Regions from separate parts of the Sus scrofa genome. Here region 2 is linked to region 1. The links are chromatin contacts, called in public Hi-C maps. All regions are on one chromosome and are shown on one strand. Each heading gives the region's core, a stretch centred on a gene start, on an enhancer-like site or on the middle of the called end of the contact. The rest is flanking DNA. Distances are from core to core; before and after follow the strand shown. Region 1 holds the start of PPP1R21 (protein phosphatase 1 regulatory subunit 21). Region 2 has its middle 67 kb from the start of FOXN2.

Region 1 (4,157 bases), core at 615-3,114:
TTCTCAGTTTAGTAAAATAAACTTACACATGATCTCTAGCCACAGTTGCACATTCTTTCTTTGGAATGTTATTTCTGAAATGACATTTTATTTTTAAATAATTGAAAATTCCATTCCATTACAAACACAGACATACACTTACAATATTTAATTCTGCCACTTGGAAAACTAATAATAATAATTTTTTAAAAATTCTGCAAGTTTGCTGGATAGTAGGACTTGGGTATTAGCAAACTGAAAAATATAAACAACATTTTATTTTATTTTGGCACCACCAGAAGCATGTGGAAGTTCCTGGGCCAGGGACTGAACCCTCCCTCAGTTGTGGCCTGCACCATGCCGTGGCAACACTGGATCCTTAGCTCACTGCACAAGAGAACTTCCTATAAACAACATTTAAAAAAGTTTATAATCCCTTTTACAATGGCTGAAAAGTGCATATGGGCACAAGCTTTCATTATAAAATCCTGGAATTCCTCATAATCAAACAAGAAACCAGGATAGCAGTTTTTTCAATCATGGAAAATTTCAAGCATTCTAAAATGCCAATATAGTTAACACCCCCTGTACAGGATAATAAATGTTAACATCCTGAAAAAATTAAAGTTTATGCTCCTTTGTTTTCCTTTTTTCATTCCTTTCTTCTTTTTCTCATTAGGGGCAATCACAACCCAGAATTTGATGTGTATATTCCCAGTTCTTGTTTTTTATTTTTAGCACATGTTCATGTGTACATGAGCAGTACAAATGTTGCTTCATATTTTTTAAATGTATCTTATCACGCTATAGTAAATTGACATTTGTTTTTACATTTAACATAGTGTTTTTTCATCTTGATATGACATGTGCAGATATATACAGATCTAGGTTATTAGTTTCAAACAGCCGTGTGACAATTTATGGCAAACATATATTCTAAATTTATTCATTCCTCTATGTATGCTTCAATGCTGCAATAAATGCAATGCTTAGAGCAGTATCTAACATACAGTATGTCCTCAAAACATATTTAACGAATGAAATGGCATAAAATATTTTAGGCAGAATATTTTTTGCTTCAACTATCATTATTTGTCATTTAACATCCATTCTATCTCCATGCGTGGCAGGGGTCAATCTCTGAAATTTTCTAAAGCCTTTTTACCCAATCTACTGAAAAAGGCTCTGGTGCCATGCCCGTGTGGGGGCAGGGGTGGGTGGATGTAGTGTGAGTATGGAATGGATACAAAGACATCTCAAGGTCAAAATATAAGACAATGACGGTTTGGTCTGGAGTTTGGGAGGGTGGCAGCAGCGAACGCTATAAATTTGAGGGAGATCAGAGAGTTTACAAGGCAGGGCATGTCCGGTGCTACCATATTCAGATTACGAGGTAGCGGAATATAGAGGTCTTTCCGCGCGTCTTCTGAAAGATGTAATCATCAAACGCCAGACGGTTGCTATGGGAACCGGTGTGTGTGTGTGTGTGTGTGTGTGTGTGTGTGTGTGTGTGTGTGTGCGCGCGCGCGCGCGCGCGTTCGGCCAGAATTCTTGATGCACGCTTAGAATATTTCTTCTTCCGGTCGTCGGTTCTTCGCAACCACCGCCTCTCTCTTCGGTCCCCCGCCCATTCTGTGGGCTTTCATCATTCTCTTCCCATTTCGATTCTCTCCTTTCCTGTTCTAGGTGGCCATCTTGGACCATGCGTCAAGATGGCGCCCCCTGGTCCCAGAGGCAAAGCCCAGAAGCGCCAACGAGGCTGCGCGCGCACGTGCTCGGGCGCGGGAGGGTGGGACGGTGACGTCAAGACGTCGTCCCGCCCCCGGTGGTTGCTCCGCCTCCGGCTCCACTCCGCCTTCCTCTCACCGGGCGAACCCGGAAGTGGAGGAGGAGGTGCGGCGGCGGCGGTGGCAGATCGGGCAGGCGGTGGCTGAGCCGAGCCCGACAGCGTGTCTGGGGTTGGGGGCGGGGGGCGGGGCTGAGCGGCCTGGGCAGCCCGGCCTTGACGGGGCGGGGGAGGCCATGGCCTCGGCAGAGTTGCAGGGGAAGTACCAGAAGCTGGCTCAGGAGTACTCGAAGGTACCCGTCGTATGCGGGGAGTAGGGGGTCCCTGGCCCTACGGCCTCAGGTTGCCTTGGCAGCGACTTGTCAGGACAGAGGGGGACGGCGGAAGGGGCACGCGAATGCTCCCCTCCTCTTTCCTCCGCCTCCTCTGTCCTCCATTACCGTGCTTCCACCTGCAGCTCCCAGGAGATGGGGCCGGGCGGTGTCTGGGTCCGTGTGCATTTCTGCGGGAAGGCGCAGGAGTTTGATTCTTCCTTCTCACTGAACTAACGGGCTTGTACTGGGATGTCAAAATCCTGGCTTCCGTCTCTGGTGCTGGTCGGGAGGGGAAGGGAAAGGTGAGGACCACTCCTCCACTTCTGCTTCCTCAGTTTTCCCAGCCCAGTGATGGGAAAGAGCAAGCTTTTTCCCTTCCCACAGGGATGATATGAGGATAGAAATTCATCTGCCCCCGGTCAAATCAAAAATGTAAATAGAGTCATGCGCGTAAACTGATGCACCAGAGATGGGTGGTTACGAATGGATTCAGTGCTGTGGCAAGATGTTGTCTGGAAATGCTTTTGAAAGCTTTAGTGCTAGGGCTGTGTCTTTTTCTCCTTCTTTTTCACGAATCACCTGGCGTGGGACGGATTACCCAGCAGGTGCTCAATACGTGTTGAACTAAGCAAAATAGGAATCTCCCCTTTTGTCATATTTATGGCATCTGTCTTTTAAATGATGGAACCTTTTTTCTTGGAAAAGGGCGGTGCTGCTTTTCTGGATAGGGTGGTTCTGCCTCAAGCATATTCTAATGAAGTTATAAAAGCGGAATCTTACATATTTAGAAATTGATTCAGTAGTCATTGAACTTAGTTTTCAGTGATCTTGGCATTCATCGGAGCAATGGGAAGACAGCCCCCTTTTTACAATTTGGAGAAATTGAGACACGTTTTCATTTAACAAATATGCAGCAAGGTGAAATGAAATATTCTTTGAAAAATAAAACCCATGCCTAAAACATGCACACTTTAAGTCTTTCCATCATCAAATGGAAGCCTCAGATACTACACTTACTCCAACGGTGCTACCATTGGCAAAACTTCTTGCACTTCCATTTGAATGTCTTAAGAGCCTGTGGCAGGGTGTTAGTGATGGCAGGTTTTTACCCTTTGAAGGAATATATTTTCGGCCGAAAGTTTGTATGAGCATAAAGTAAGGGGACTGATTTTCTTCTCAGGAGAGAAATAAGCTCAGAAGGCAATTCCAAATGGCAAAAGAGCATTCCAGAAATATTTTGAGCCGTGACTGCATTGCTGAAATAATTGTATAGCCTCCCCAAAGTAATAAACACTTTGAAAGATTTTCTTCTTTTGGATGAGTAAGCTCTTTGGTTCTGCAAACACTTATTATGTGCTGATATGAACAGTCTTCCAGGCTCTATTGAGTGAGGCAGAATTCTGCCTTCAGGAGAACCATTTAATAGAAAGTTTAAACTTTGTGCATAATTATGATACAAGATGACAAGTATTAGTTCAGTGGGAGCACAGTAGAGATAATGGGTAAAGGTAGAAGTTACTGGTATTGGAGAGTGGGGAAGAGGGAGGAAGGGATGGATGGTGGCACTCCAGACAAAGGGGACAGTCTCTTTTGGCTGACAGGAAGGCATGTGCAAATATGGGACAGAGAATGGTGAAATATGGGTGGAGAGATAATCTGGACCCAATCATGAAGGGTTGTGGATGTCAAATAAGACATTTGGACTTTATCTTTGAGTAATGGAGAGTCATTAAAGGCTTTCAGAGAGGAGAAGGACATTGCTTTTAGGAAGAACACTGGAGCTGTGTGGAGGATGGACTCAGATAGGGAAAGACTGGTGAAAAGGAGACTAGAGTATAGGCTCTTAGAATAATTTAGGAGAGAGTGTGTAGGATTAAATAAAATCAGTGATGGTTGAGATAAAAACAGGGTCTTAGATTTAGGAATCATGATTTAAAAGTATGGTTTAGCTTACCTCTCTTGAGTGCCTGCTTTGCACACGGCATCCTTGTGTCTCATTCATTCTGTGGGACATGGTGAGCGAGGGAAGACTGGGTTGACCCTAAGGTAGACCCGTGGACTGCTCTGAGGGAACACCA
Region 2 (3,645 bases), core at 744-3,243, 180 kb before region 1:
GAGGTGAGGACCAATAATTTACATTTCTAAGAAGTTCCCAGGTGCTTGCTGGTTCAGGAGCCACACTTTGAAAACCACTGCAATAGGCAAGAGTTGCTGTAGTTTCCTGTGGTGGGGAGTCATGTGTGACTAGCACTCCCAGACAACTCAAAATGCATTAGAGAAAGAGCAAGGCTGAAGAGCTGAAACTCGCAACAACTGTGAGGCACCCAAGATAATAAGGTGCTGGTACTGAAGAACAAGCAGCTTAACCACCAAGGGAAATTAAAAAGGAAATATTAAAAGAGTTTGCTGACTTAATCACTTCTCTTTCAAATATTGCCGTTTAAACAATCACTCTAGCTACAGAGGGAGAAAATCAAATTTCTGTCATACTAATGAAATAGCCACACATCCTGGCCAGGTTCACCTGGCTTCTGTGACAGACATGAAGTACCTTTCAGTATGGCTCCTATGAGTCAGGAGCTCTGAACTCTATTTATTGCTATAATTAACTCTACCCATTCTATTTACCTGATAGAATTGTCTTTAAACTTCCAGATGGCCGTGGCTTCCTCCAGGATCATCAGCTGGAGATCCTGAAAGCCATTCAAACCCTTCAGATTTGTGTCTGATCTGATTTAGGAGGTTTTGGAACAATGGATACAATTTTCCCTACTGGCATCCATTGTCTCTATTTCCAAGCTGAAAACAATTCAAGTCAAAGGACCATATGATTGTATTTATTCATGGGTTGTTTTTGAAATATATTTATTTCCTCCATGTTCTAGAGACAGTGGTGTTACTAGAGTGTTTTCCAAAACACAGAGCCCATGGAAGTGCCCATTTCCAGGTCTGCGACATCTGTTAGTGGATGTTATAAGAAATGGTGGTGGGCTTCTTGGTGTCTACATCTTGGCATGTGCCACTAAAGACTTGGTTACCTTGCATTTTCCTTATAATTCCTCGCAAAGGGTTCAAGAATTCTAATGTGTTGAGAATCATGTCTAAATGATAACTTCAGATGCTGGTGTATTTTTGCTCTTTGGGAAATCAGCTACCTTCCAGCAATTTCTAATACCAAACAATGCCTCCAGAACTGGCATTGCCAAAGAACTGTCCACAGACATCCATGGTGGATTTATAGGGAAGGGAAAAAGCAAAGCATCTTGAGTGTTGAGAGAATGGAAATTTACCCCCAAGGAGCTTCCAATCTAACAGGCAGAGAGACATTGTGAATAACCAAACAAGTTAGCTGGTATAAATAAAAATTTAGGGTCAAAATAAAGCAGCTCAAATGGAAAAACCACACATTTTAAGTATTTTTTAAATGAAATGAACATAATTAAGTTAATTTCCAGTATTATCAATGGCTATTTCCATAATAGAAATGAGCAGAGACTCCTGCACCCAAAACGTGAGCAAAAACACAAAGAATTTTCTGCTTCCCCTGTCCCTGATTTTTTATTAAACTTATTTCTTGAGTAAACTTTTTAACAAGCAAGTGCCCTGGTTTCCCTCAGTTTCTTCTCTGACCCACTCCCTTGGCACAGGGCTTGGTGCTGAACTTGCAGGCATGTGTACTAGATAGATAGATACAGCAATTACAATGGCTTTGTTTTGCTTTCACCTCTTTTAATAAAACCTCTAAAGGCGCTAACTTTCAAACTGAACTAGAGCAAATATTTAAAAAAAAAAATGCTGTGGTATCTCTTAGACCAAGACAACAGGGAATATTTACCGGTGGAATCACTATATAGTAGAACAAGGTTCTCATCCCATTTTGCATGTAGGCTGATGTGAATGTCTCCATTCTAATGGCAAACTTTAGAGTGAATCAGCTCTGTATTCACTTTTTCTGAGTCTAAACTTCCCTGCATGGTTTAAAGATTGCAAAATGACCAGCTCCTTTCAAAAAGATAGCTTTTTCTGGTCTTCTAAATTCTTAAACCATGGGTTTTCTCACACTCGTGGGACTTTGAGCTCTTGGCAACCCAAACCCACAAGTACACTCACTCCTATCGGTTGTTGACATCGCTTTGAAGGTCTTTTCAGTTAACCTTTTTCCTGACCCACCCCACAATTTCCTCCGGCTTGTTATTTGACAGACCATCCAAATACTTTACCAAAGTCATTTGCTTCCTTCCTACTGAAAGCTTTTTACCACTGCCACCAGCCCCTTTCTTCCTGAGGAAGGATCAATGTTTTATTCAGTCTCTGTGGCACATGGTCTCATTTCACAGCTTTTAATAAAGTTCCACTTTTTGAACTGCTTGTTGGGAAACAGGGGCAGGTATGAATTACAAACTCAGCCATAGAAGTGTAACATAATTAATTGTGAGTGCTTATGGTAACTACATTCAAAACTCACATTCAAATGTTAGAGGAAAACATTTCAAGGGAAGGGCCTTCTAGGTCCTTCCTATAATTAATTAACAGGTAAACAGCATTCATTTTAATTAGCCTATCAATTGCTTCCATATGAAAAGAGTGTTCTCTAAAATGGTTTCATTATTTCCCTCTGAAAACTTATCTTTCTAGTCAATTGTTTAATAAATCTTATTCTTGTAGATAGCACCAAGGCAGAGTCAAAAGATCATAAACTCTAAATCAGTGGGTACTGAATCTAAGGGCTGGAGGCATTCTTTGATTTACTGGAGGAAGAAGTTGGTATGCATATATTTTAGTTCCCCCAAGGGGCACCGAATTCTTCTCCATTTCCTTCCTCTAAAGCAACCCTAAAGTAATCCTTTCACGCTCTACCACTCCCTTCTCTGGGACCTGGAGTCTAAGACATTACTTAATATTTGCCTGTTTCTCCCCTGGAGAATCCCCAGTTTAACACAGGCTACTTCATACCTAAAACACACTAGTTTCTCAACTCAATGTTGTTGAAGAGTTTCCCATTGCAAAAACAGTACCAAGAAGTGTTTTTAAATTGCCAGATGAATGGAACCTGGAAATTTTACAATTGGTTTCTGAGCTAATAATACTCCTAGTGACCAGGTATGAATTTGGAAGATAGTTGGAGAGTCTAAGCCATAACCTCCGTTGACAGACGTGAGCTCTATGTCTGAAACACTCAAACTAATCACAATGCACATATTCTGAGCTTGATAATAGTAGAACTATAAATTATTAAAGACACCTTTAGGTCAATAACAATAGGGTCTGAATGTGGGCCAGATGTCAGGGGGCATGGATATAATTTTGTCCTCAGAAGTAATCATAAGCTATATTACATTAATCTGCCCCATACCTCACCTGATTTTGACCAGAAGGTTCCAATAGGCTAGTGGAACCTTCTGGTCAAAATCAGGTGGGGGATGGGGAAGATTAACCCTATCATTTGTTATTCCATCAGTAAAGTCCTACTCTTTAATTTTGAAACATCTTGATAAGTACTCTAAAGTGCTAATATCTTTTGAAAGGGTTATACCAATCTTTTATCAGATGACATATTATGAATGGTTAGTGTTTTAGCAGAGACTGAGACAAATGTAACACAGGCCAGCAAGAGAAGAAAAAGCTGAGGCTGATGAGGGATGAAGGAGGGTACCAAAACAAATTTTATTACTCTCCCCAAACTGCTCTTTAAGGACTACCTTAATTCTCCTCTTCTGACCATCTCTTCATTGAGGCTGGTGGTTTTCCTGAACACACAGG

Evidence for each region. A called contact is a pair of places that touch in the nucleus more often than the background predicts.
Region 2: a Hi-C map of liver shows a contact between it and region 1, with 1.9 times the contacts expected there. The contact joins the enhancer-like site here to the promoter of PPP1R21 in region 1. A contact is called at or near these places in 1 of 5 promoter capture datasets (liver), 3 of 47 Hi-C or Micro-C datasets (embryonic fibroblasts and liver) and 1 of 2 datasets of contacts at active chromatin or transcription factors (alveolar macrophages).

The regions. Positions count from the first base shown.
Region 1 is chr3:92,225,426-92,229,582 of Sscrofa11.1, reverse strand. PPP1R21 (protein phosphatase 1 regulatory subunit 21) reads left to right here and starts at 1,864. Exons shown (of 22, transcript XM_003125155.6): 1 at 1,864-2,058. The coding sequence starts at 2,002.
Region 2 is chr3:92,402,744-92,406,388 of Sscrofa11.1, reverse strand. No RefSeq gene overlaps it. Among named protein-coding and RNA genes, the nearest start is that of FOXN2, 67 kb to the right of the region's middle. Within about 2 kb of position 1,993, at least 6 of the 83 cell types and tissues checked have an H3K27ac peak or open chromatin away from gene starts, as enhancers often do. A contact at or near this core is called in liver, where this site is marked.